Regions from separate parts of the Mus musculus genome. Here region 2 is linked to region 1. Evidence: chromatin contacts called from public Hi-C data. All regions are on one chromosome and are shown on one strand. The core of a region is the stretch at or near the end of the contact, and the rest is flanking DNA. Distances in the headings are between cores, read along the strand shown.

Region 1 (5,249 bases), core at 2,437-4,936:
CTGCTCCACAAGAGGGAGGGTGACAAAGTGAATGCCCAGGAGGAGAACTTCCTGCCCAAGTACCAGCGCGTGAAGGACCTGTGTCAGCGAGCTGAGTACCAGACAGCATGCGAACAGCTGGGGCAGGTGAGGAGATGGCGGATCTTCTGGGTCCTCTGGGGTGTGGTTGCCATGGTTACATGGGAGGCTCTGGTCCCTGTCAGGGTAGCAGTGTCCTCTGGGTGTGTGACCTTGCACTCCTCATGTGGGAAAACACCAGCAGGCAGGCTCAGGTGGCAAACAGCATTCATTGCCTCCCAGCTGACTTGTGTGGTATAACTCTCTGCGGCTGGCTTCCGTTTATAGGGGGATTAGGAAATAGCTTTCAAGATTTTTTTTTTAAAAGGACATTGATTGCAAAAGAGACGCTAAGTAAACATATAACCCTGGTAGTATCCAGGGAGAGAAAGAGCCGGCGTCTGGAGGAGGCCTTTCCAAGGTGAGCTATAGAGATTGGGGAGGGATAGTTAGCCGGGCATGAGCCTCAGAGGGCAGGGAGACAGGAGGAGAGGAGTGAGAGATGAGGGAGAGATGTGGGCATGTGGAACGAACAGAAGTTGGGGGGGGGGGATGGCCCAAACCAAGGGGAGCGAGGACAGCAAGGAGCTGTGACATCGCAGACTCTGGCCACCGGGTGAGTGGACTGGTAAGGAGAGGGCAGGGTGAACCAGACCTTGAGAAGTAGTCAAGGACACTGGGCTACTATCCCAGCTCCAGCACACCTCCAGTTCCCCCCAGCCCGGGCTATGTCTGGGGCGAGGCTCTCTTCCTCTTAGTGCTTTCTCTCAGAGTGGAGATCGTGACATAGCTCTTTCATGCCAAAGTTTGAGTTGCACTGAAAGCCGCATCCATGAGCACTGGAAGAGAATGGGGGAGGGAGGCTGAGGAAGAGCAGGGATTAGACCAGGTATTAGCAGCTCAGATCCAAGGGAGGCTGACCAACCACCATGAGGACATAACTTTAGGCAGACAGGGGCTGTATTGGTGAACGCCATGGTAGGTCCAGCTAAGTGTGGACAGGAGGGAGAAACAGGCAGTCGGAGTTGGCACGGGTGTGGCATTTGCCAAGCTGAGCGTGGGCAGGAGGAGAGGTAGGTGTGGCAAACAGGATGGTGGGGATGGGGGGGGTGACACCTGAAGCCCTGCTGTGTCCCACAGAAGTGGCAGTGTGTGGAGGACGCTTCTGGGACGCTGAAGCTGCACAAATGTAAAGGCCCCATGCGGTTTGGTGGCGGCGGTGGCAGCAGAGCCCTCTCCAACCTGGTGCCCAAGTATGACGGCCAGAGCAGCGAGGCCTGCAGCTGTGACAGTGGCGGTGGAGGGGACTACAAACTGGGCCTGGCTGGACGCCGTAAGCTCTTTAAGAAAAGTAAGTGTCACCAGCCTGCCCAAAGTTGAGAGGATGAGCAGCCATGGCTCTGGCTGGGCCATGTGAACTTTCAAACAACTCCACAGGTGCTCGCTCCAGGCCTGCAGGTGATCCTAGGAGCTAGGGACACAGCCAAAGCCCTCACACAAGCTCCAATTCAAGAGGGCAGCAGTGCTGGGACAGGCCACTAGGGGGCAGTATGGACATGGACCAAAGGCAGGCAATGGAGCCAACTGGGCCCTGTAGGCTTGGTGTCGCCTTCTGGGGGGGGGTGGGGGGAGTAGGATGGGGCTCTAATCTGGAGCAGGCGGAAATGATAAGGTCAACGGGTTCTCAAACCTCCCTCAAATGACCACTCTAATGGTGAGAGCAGCAGACAGACAGCTGAGGGACTGACAAGAAGCCAAGTGGCATGTTTGGGCCTTAATGTCCAAAGAGGTCTAGTTATGACTTGAAGGAAAAGCCATCAGAGCATACTGACCACGTGCTTCCACAGTCCACACTGGCAGATCCCCCTGCTCCCAAAACGCATCTGTGGCCCACACGTGTGGAGGTCGGGTCATCTTGCAGGAGTTAGCTCTCTCCTTCTACCACACGGGCCACGGGGATCAAACTCAGGTGTGGAAGCATCTTTACCTGCAAAACCACCTCACTGGCTCTCCTGACGTTCAAGTTGTTTAGCCTGCCCAGTGTAACGACCTCCCGATGACCCACTTCCGGGGATAGCTCTCCCAAGCCCGCACAGCATGCAACACTGAGACTGGAACTTGGGGTTTTACCCCTGTCTTGATTGAAGGCCCATGGCTGGGGCTCCCTGGACAGCCTGTCCCAGCCTCTCTGACTTATCATCCCTCCTGGCACCCACAGAGTATAAGACCAGCTATGCCCGGAACCGCTCCATCCGTTCCGTGGCCATCGAGGTGGACGGTGAGATATACCACGTAGGCTTGGATACTGTGCCTCAGCCCCGCAACCTTAGCAAGCCGCACTGGCCAGGGGCCCCTGAAGACCAAGATGACAAGGATGGTGGCAGTTTCAGTGGTACTGGTGGCCTTCCAGATTATTCTGCCCCCAATCCCATCAAAGTGACCCATCGGTGAGAGTCTGGCTGGAGGTTGGGGGTAGAGGGACAGGCTGGGCCTCTCTTCTCCCCTCGGGGCCGGCCACTCATGACCCTTTCTCTGGAGCAGGTGCTACATCCTTGAGAATGACACAGTCCAGTGCGACTTGGACCTGTACAAGTCCCTGCAGGCTTGGAAAGACCACAAGCTGCACATCGACCATGAGGTGTGGCCACTGGGGCAGCACAGGCTGGCGGCCAGCATCCACAGGAAGGGCGGGGGGCCTGGTGAGGGGAGAAAGCAAGATTGGTCCCCCAGAATCCATGACCCCATCCCAGAATAGGAATCTGAGTCATGGGGTCTGGAAGCCAGCCAAAGGTCCAGCTCAGAGATGGCTGGCTGGCTGGGGACAGCGCAGCATACTTTATTTAGACCTGTGAGACACCCCCCTATAGAGCTTGCTCTCGCTACAGCCTCCGTAGGCTCTGCTGGCGGTAGGAAGAGTCTGTTCCTTCAGGGAGGCCCCCTTCCACGGGCAGAGCCACAAACGTAGATGTGGCTGTACCCTTCCCACCCGCAGTCACCCTGTGGTTCCTAGGCTTCTCCCATTCCCTCCCTCAGATCGAAACCCTGCAGAACAAAATTAAGAACCTTCGAGAAGTCAGGGGTCACCTGAAGAAGAAGCGACCGGAAGAATGTGACTGCCATAGAATCAGGTGAGAGAGCAGCCCCGGCCCCACTCAAGCCCTGGACACCAGTGCGTCCTGCGGATACACGGGGCCCTCTCAGCACTGGACCCTGTCTGTCAAGATAAGGAGCCAATAACTCTCATCAGGGAAACTCAGGGACCGCCCCCGGGGGCGGGGTCAGGCTGAGCTGTGTTTGGGCAGGCCCCAGCCTTGGGGCACAGGCTTCTGCTCACTGCCTTTGGGAACTGCTGGGCTGCCACTCAGGGTTCTGCCTGCCTGAGAGAACTTCCCACACAGAAAGACATGGAGTCTCTCTGCAGTCACTGTCCAGGGTGGCAGTCACATAACACCTGTGACTGGGGAACCTGGAGCAAGAATTTTCCTTGGTTTAAATTGAAGGAGCCACACAGTTCTGAACACCTTTGCTGACTCGGGCCAGTCTCAAAGCCCCCTTCTAAGCATGAGGTACATGGTATGATACAAATCGGCCTTCAGAGGCCACGGCTGACACCAACTGAAGCCAGGCCCAGCCTCCAGTCCGGGTTAATTATTTCCGTCCTGACCTTGTAAAGTCTGACATGGGGCATCTAAACCAAGCATGGAGCTGGCAACCAGGGGGATACAGTGCCCTCCATCCCACCTAGGAAAGGGTGCAGTGAGCAAGAGCAGTGAACCCCGCTGCATGCCTGCCAGAGTATCCTGCAAAGCTCTGACTCTTGGGGACTGGGGTGGGGGGGTCTGTTGCAGTTACCACAGCCAACACAAAGGCCGTCTCAAGCACAAAGGCTCCAGCCTGCACCCTTTCAGGTAAGGGTAGGGATAGGCCAAAGGGGTAAGGTGCCATGCCTACCTGTCTGTAGCTAAAACACACAAGGCACATTCAGGCTGGGCTGGGTTTTCCCTGGGAGGTGAGGTCTACGCAGTCCTTGGAGGGGCCCCAGGTTCATACAAAGACTGGTTAGATATGGTACTGTAGCCACACTAAGCACTGGACACCCATTTCTGCCGCTGGTGGGTGGGGCTGAAGGAGGCCAGAGGAGGAGAAAGGCCCTGGGGTCTGGCCCTAGCTGTGGCCTGGACAACAGAGGGACTTAGAGCCCTTGATGACGCTGCCCAACCACTGGGGCGAACCACAAGGCTGAGGTCATTGAACCCTCAGAGGTCCTAAGCGTGTGTGGTCCCCTGTGCCCTCAGGAAGGGTCTGCAGGAGAAGGACAAGGTGTGGCTGCTGCGGGAGCAGAAACGCAAGAAGAAACTGCGCAAGCTGCTCAAACGGCTGCAGAACAACGATACGTGCAGCATGCCCGGCCTCACGTGCTTTACCCACGACAACCACCACTGGCAGACGGCGCCACTCTGGACGCGTGAGCAAATGGGCAGGCAGGGCATGGGAGGCCTGTGTGTGGGCAAGCAGAGGCAGGCAGGGGACAGGGGAGTTGTGTGCATGAGCAAGCAGGGACAGGCAGAGAATGGGAGGCCTGTGCATGGCCACCTACCTTTCCCTGGCTTCAGAGGGCCAAACTGCTAGAGGTGTCTTAGAAACCTGTGCTTGTCACTTGGCATTTGAGAGCCTGTCTCGGGGAGGCTGTCTGACCGACTGTCTCTCTGCGGGCACACTCAGGACATTCACTCTTCCTTCCACAGTGGGGCCGTTCTGCGCCTGCACCAGCGCCAACAACAACACGTACTGGTGCTTGAGGACCATAAATGAGACCCACAACTTCCTCTTCTGCGAATTTGCAACCGGCTTCATAGAATACTTTGACCTCAGTACAGACCCCTACCAGGTACAGGCATGGTCAGGGAGACAGGGAGACAGGCGTGTGAGACACAGGCATACAGCTGCAGAAGAGAAGCCCCTCACGGCCCCTAAGCCTGGAAGACTGAGTTCTGAGGCCACTTGGAGTCTGGGACTCTGTGTTGTCCACATGCGTCTCCCTCCATTGCCCTGTGTCCGATCTACAGTCCAGTTCTTCCCTCCCCCTCAGGCAGACTGCCTACAGAGCTCAGCAGGTACTTCTGTGGACCCTTGATCAGTAGAGCTACAGGATCAGGCCACGTTCTGGACTCTCTAGGCTGCCATGGAGAGTA
Region 2 (5,349 bases), core at 1,931-4,430, 160 kb after region 1:
ACTCAGCTCTCCCGCGTCCGTCCATCATTAATCAAGAAAATGCCCCCCACAAACTTGCCTACAGGCCGATCTGAAGGAGGCAATTCCTCATTTGAGGTTCCTCTTCCCGGATGACTCCAGTTTGTGCCAACTAGACAGGAGCCCATGGGGCACAATTTGCTTTGGTGGTTTGAATGAGACCGCTCCCCGGAGGGTCATATTGGGATCCAGAGCTGGTGAGAGTGTTGAGAAAGAGTGCGGCTGAGAGTGCCGTTCACTGTTTACTTTCTCTCTGTGTGTCTGCGCTTGAGGATCTAGTGTGAGTTCTCCGCCACATCCCCAGCGCCACGCCTTCCTGACTGCTGCCCTGCGCCCCGCCACGATGGCCATGGACTCTAATCCTCTGGAACTGAAAGCCCCAAATTAAAGGCTTTCTTTCACAAGATACCTCGGTCATGGTGCTTTGTCATGGCAAATAGAAGAGAAACTAAAGCACCTCCCTCCCTATTTCCATTCATGAGAATGAACCCCAGAATCAGCTGTGCTCAGAAGGATGTCACAACCTGTATAGTCCTGGCCCCATCCGAGCTAACTTCCACCCACAGCCACCATGACCGTTCACTCCCACAAGGGACTTGAAAGAGAGATTCTCTGTGAGAAGGCAGCCACTGGACCTGCCTGGGGTTGTAGTTCAGTTGGTAGAGAGCTAGCCTAACACAGAGCCCGCTGCCCCTGCCCCCACACCCCATCAACTTTGGTGTCACGGTGTACACTGATAACCCCAGTATTCAGGATGGTAAAGGCTCCAGTTCGAGCTTCTTCTTGGCTTCACAGCAAGTTTGAGGCCAGCCTGGACTACATGAGGTCCTGACACAAACAACACAGTTTCCAGCCCCCCCACCACCACCACCACCGACGAGCTGCCTTGTGGGAACTTTAAGCTCTGGGCTGTCTACATCAGCGCAGGTGTCTTCCAAGCTCCATCCAGAGAAAGTCAGGGGACACTGTTTTCTCAGCTGTCTACCCTAGGCTAGACCCCAGGGCCTTGCCGCTGATACATAGCATGGATCTGACTCCTCATGTCTGTGGTACAGCTGGCAAAAGGAACCAGAAAGACTCACCTCCCCGATCACAGGCTCTCTCAGAGAAACTTGGACACCCGTGGGAGGTCCCACTGAGTGGAACCACTCGCCAGTTGCTCCTTAGAGCCTTTGAACTGAGGAAAAAGTCTAAGGGACTAGGAGGTATTAGCTAGGGTGAGGTGGAGAGATGCATTCAGAAAAGCTGTCTCTTTTGTGCCCGGTGGCAGGACCCAAGGAGAGGATTGCTGTTGAAGGGCAACATGGCCAGGAGCACAGGCCATGGGGAAGCGCCAGCCCCTGTGAAGGCACTGTAAGTTGTCATCTGGGACAAAGAGACAGACTGTCTTAGAGTGTTATTGCTGTGAAGAAAGAGACAACATAGCTACCGCAATAAAGGAAAGCATCTAATTGGGGCTGGCAGACAAGTTCACAGGTTTAGCCTATTATGGACATGGTGGGAAGCATGGTAATGGGCAGACAGACATGGTGCTGGAGGAGCCCAGATTTCTACATCACGGTCTGCAGGCAGCAGAAGTGAACACCACGCTAGGTCTAGCTTGAGCACCAGAGACCTCAAAGCCCTCAGCCTAGTGACACACTTCCTCCAAGAAGGCCACGCCTCCTAAAAGTGCCACTCCCTGTGGCCCCTGAAGGCCATTTTACTCAAGCTCCCACACAGACCAGGGCTCTTAGGCTGGAGCTGGAGCTCAGGTGGTAGAGTCTTGCCTGGCATTCACGGAGCCTTGGGTTCAATCCCCAGGACTGCGTAAACTGGATCACAGACTTGAAATCCCAGCATTCAGAGGTGGAGGCAGGAGGATTAAGAATTCAAGGCTGGGGGGCTGGTGAGATGGCTCAATGGGTAAGAGCACCCGACTGCTCTTCCGAAGGTCCAGAGTTCAAATCCCAGCAACAACATGGTGGCTCACAACCATCCGTAATGAGATCTGATGCCCTCTTCTGGAGTGTCTGAAGACAGCTACAGTGTACTTACATATAACCAATAAATAAATCTAAAAAAAAAAAAAAAAAAAAAAAACTTAAAAAAATAAATAAATAAAATAAAGCTTTTAAAAAAAAAAAGAATTCAAGGCTGGAAATAGGGAGACTGCTGTGATCTAGCAGGGGCTGCAGAGAAGTGGGCATGCCCAGACCACCAAGGCACTGCTCATCTCTCCCATTCTGTGCCAGGGGTCTAATCAGGCTCGTGTCTGCCTCCCTCTAGAGAAGATCAAAGGTCCTATTTAAAAAAATTATTTATTTTTATTTTATATGCATTGATGGCTTGCCTGCATGTACGTCTATGTGAGGGTGTCAGGTCCCTTGGAACTGGAATTACAGACAGTTCTGAGCCACCGTGTAGGTGCTGGGAATTCAACTCGGGTCCTCTGGAAGAGCAGCCAGGGTTCTATTAACTGTTGAGCCATCTCTTCCCAGCCTCCAGAGGTCCTATCTAAACCTTCTGAGGCAGTCCCCTCTCTAGGTGGCCAGAGAGTTCAAGACCTTAATGTGGTTTCCCAGGGATGGTGACACAGCAGCCAAGGTGATTGGTACTGGGGCTGCCACAGTCGTTTGGCTGGATCTGGGGCTGGCATTGCCATTGGAATGTAGTTTGGTGGCTTGATTACTGGCCGTGCCAGGAGTCCCTTTCTCCAGCTATGCCAGCAGCTCCTCTCCAGTGCCATTCTGGGCTTTGCCTTGTCCGAGGCCATGAGGCTCTTGTCTTTGATAATTGCTTTTGTCATCCCCTTTGATGTGAGACTCTGCAGGGTCACCAAGCCATCCCTGCTGCCTCAATTCCTGGGCCTGGTGTGTAATATAAACTTTAAAATACATGTTTCCCTAACCCCTCAACAGAGGGAGGGGGAGAGGAAGAGGGAGAGGGGGAGGGGGAGGGGGAGAGGAAGGGGAGGGGGAGAGGAAGGAGGAAGGGAGAGGGGGAGGGGAGAGAGGAAGAAGGGGAGGGGGGAGAGGAAGAAGGGGAGGGGAAAGGGGGAGGGGGAGGGAGGGGAGAGGGGGAGGGGAGAGGAAGGGGGAGAGGGAGAGGGAGAGAGACTCAAGGTGGAGCTGGAGCGATGACTCAGAGGTTAAGAGCAGGAGCTGCTCCTGGTCTGTCTCGTGCCCACATGACACACATGACAGCTCACAACCATCTGGAGCTCCAGTTGTAGGGGTTCTAATGCTCTCTTCTGGTCTCCCTGGGCACTGGAAACACTTAAGATGTAATGATCTAGAGACAGAGACTAAATACCCATACACATAATTTTTTAAAAAGAAATATTTATTTATTTTATGTATGTGAGTACACTGTCACTGTCTTCAGACACACCAGAGGAGGGCACTGGATCCCATTACAGACAGTTGTGAGCCACCATGTGGTCTCTGGGAACTGAAGTCAGGACCTCTGGATGAGCAGTCAGTGAGTGCTCCTAACCACTGAGCCATCTCTCCAGCCCCCTTTAAAATGTTTTTAATTAGTTACTTTTAAATTTTTTTCTGTTGTTTCCCCAACCCCCAGACAGTTGGTGTCTCTCTACAAACCCCTGGCTGTCCTGGAACTAGCTCTGTAGAGGAGGCTGGCCTTGAACTCAGAGATCCTCCTTTTTCTGTCTCCCCAGTGCTGAGGTTAAAGATGTGTGCCGCCACACCTGGCTAAAAAATATTTCAAGACAAGCAGGACAGTTGTGACACACACCTTCATCCCAGCACTCGGAAGGCATAGGCAGGAGGATCTCCATGAGTTACAGACCAGCCTGATCTACAGAGCTAGTTCCAGAGGGTCATATATTGCATCCAGAGCAGTGCTTTGGGCTCCTGGGCTACACACAAACACACAGAAATCCTGCCTCAAAAAAGAATTAAAAAAAAAAAAAATTAAGATCAACTTTCACTACTTCTTGTGTTCTAGACCAGCAATGTAGTATCTTAGAACTTAAAGGGGGAAAAAGAAGCAGCCTGGGGTTGGGTGTGGTGTCTTACATAAGTCCAGTACTGCAGAGGCAGAGGCAGGCAGAGCTCTGTGAGTCCCACGCCAGCAAGCTCCACGACAACTAACACCACGCAGAGAAACCCAGTCTCAAAACACAGAAACACAACAACCAAACAGAAGAATCATCATCGAGTGAGACGTCGGCCAGTAAAGGGGATTGATTGCTTTCTTGCTTTGCAAGCTTGGCAGCTTGAGGTTACACCAGAACCCACAAAAAGGTAGATGAAGAGAACGGGTGCCACAATTGTCTTCTGACTTCCCCTCACGAACACAGACACACAATAAATTTTTTTTCCTACAACAGAGTTCTCTGTGTATCCTTGGCTGCCCTGAGACTCACTATGTAGACCAGGCTGGCTTCGCCCAGAGATCCATCTGCTTCTGCCTCCCAAGTGCTGGGTTAAAAGCATGTGCCACCACCACCCAACTAATTTTGTTATGCCTTAAAATATTTCTCTCTGGTGCCGGGTGTGGTGGCGCACGCCTTTAATCCCAGCACTCGGGAGGCAGAGGCAGGTGGATTTCTGAGTTCGAGGCCAGTCTGGTCTACAAAGTGAGTTCCAGGACAGCCAGGACTATACAGAGAAACCCTGTCTCAAAAAAACAAAACAAAAACAAAAATAATAATATTTCTCTCTGTCTCTGTGTGTGTGTTTACTTTGAAACAGGGTTTCTCTGTGTAGCCCTGGCTGGCCTTGAACTCACAGAGATCTACCTGCCCCTGCCTTCTAAATGTTGGGATAAGCCAAAGTGGGCTTTTGACTGCTGGACTTCAATACTTTGATAGCTAGACCTTGGCAGTCAGCTTCAGGAAGAGGAAGTGACCAAATAATAGGCCTTGGTGGCTAGCTATAGGAATGTAATCTCATGCTTTTTAGCAAGGCAGAGGGGATGAGAGGGAAGGTGAGGCCTGCCATGTTTGCCAGGCTGGGCTGGGCTGGCGAGAGTTCCTTCAGAAGGCACGTCCCTTGGAACTAGAGTTACCGACCATTGAGAGCTGCTACTTGAGTGCTGGAAACTGATTCCCAATCCTCTGCAAGAGCAAGAAGGACTCTTAACCCTTGAGTCATCTCTGTCCGTCGGATAAATAAACATCCCGAAAACCAACAGCGGGCCGTGAAGAGGGCTCCGTGGGTAAAGGAGCTTGCCACCAAAGCCTGGCAACACAAGTTCGATATCTGGGCTCCACTTGCTGGTAGAAGAGAAACGACTCCAGGAAGTTGTCCTGTGCCCTCTATGTGCCCATATACATTCCAGGGCATGCACATGTATGAACTCATAAAAAGAAACAAATACATA

Evidence for each region. Hi-C and Micro-C count contacts between places; a contact is called where the count stands out from the background.
Region 2: a contact with region 1 is called in a Hi-C map of the N1E-115 cell line, with 7 times the contacts expected there. The contact joins two enhancer-like sites. A contact is called at or near these places in 2 of 15 datasets of contacts at CTCF or cohesin (embryonic stem cells and large pre-B cells), 16 of 484 Hi-C or Micro-C datasets (the G1E-ER4 cell line, the HL-1 cell line, the N1E-115 cell line and 3 more), 7 of 115 datasets of contacts at active chromatin or transcription factors (embryonic stem cells, expanded potential stem cells, heart atrium and 1 more) and 3 of 9 other capture datasets (adipose tissue, liver and pancreatic islet).

Annotation. Positions count from the first base shown.
Region 1 is chr2:166,078,733-166,083,981 of GRCm38.p6, reverse strand. Sulf2 (sulfatase 2) reads left to right here. Exons shown (of 21, transcript NM_028072.5): 10 at 1-126; 11 at 1,198-1,408; 12 at 2,276-2,504; 13 at 2,599-2,695; 14 at 3,091-3,185; 15 at 3,906-3,965; 16 at 4,353-4,522; 17 at 4,803-4,945. Among named protein-coding and RNA genes, the nearest start is that of Gm52534, 39 kb to the left of the region's middle. Within about 2 kb of position 3,686, at least 79 of the 459 cell types and tissues checked have an H3K27ac peak or open chromatin away from gene starts, as enhancers often do. A contact at or near this core is called in the N1E-115 cell line and expanded potential stem cells, where this site is marked.
Region 2 is chr2:165,922,737-165,928,085 of GRCm38.p6, reverse strand. No RefSeq gene overlaps it. Among named protein-coding and RNA genes, the nearest start is that of 1810021M19Rik, 40 kb to the right of the region's middle. Within about 2 kb of position 3,180, at least 62 of the 459 cell types and tissues checked have an H3K27ac peak or open chromatin away from gene starts, as enhancers often do. A contact at or near this core is called in the N1E-115 cell line and expanded potential stem cells, where this site is marked.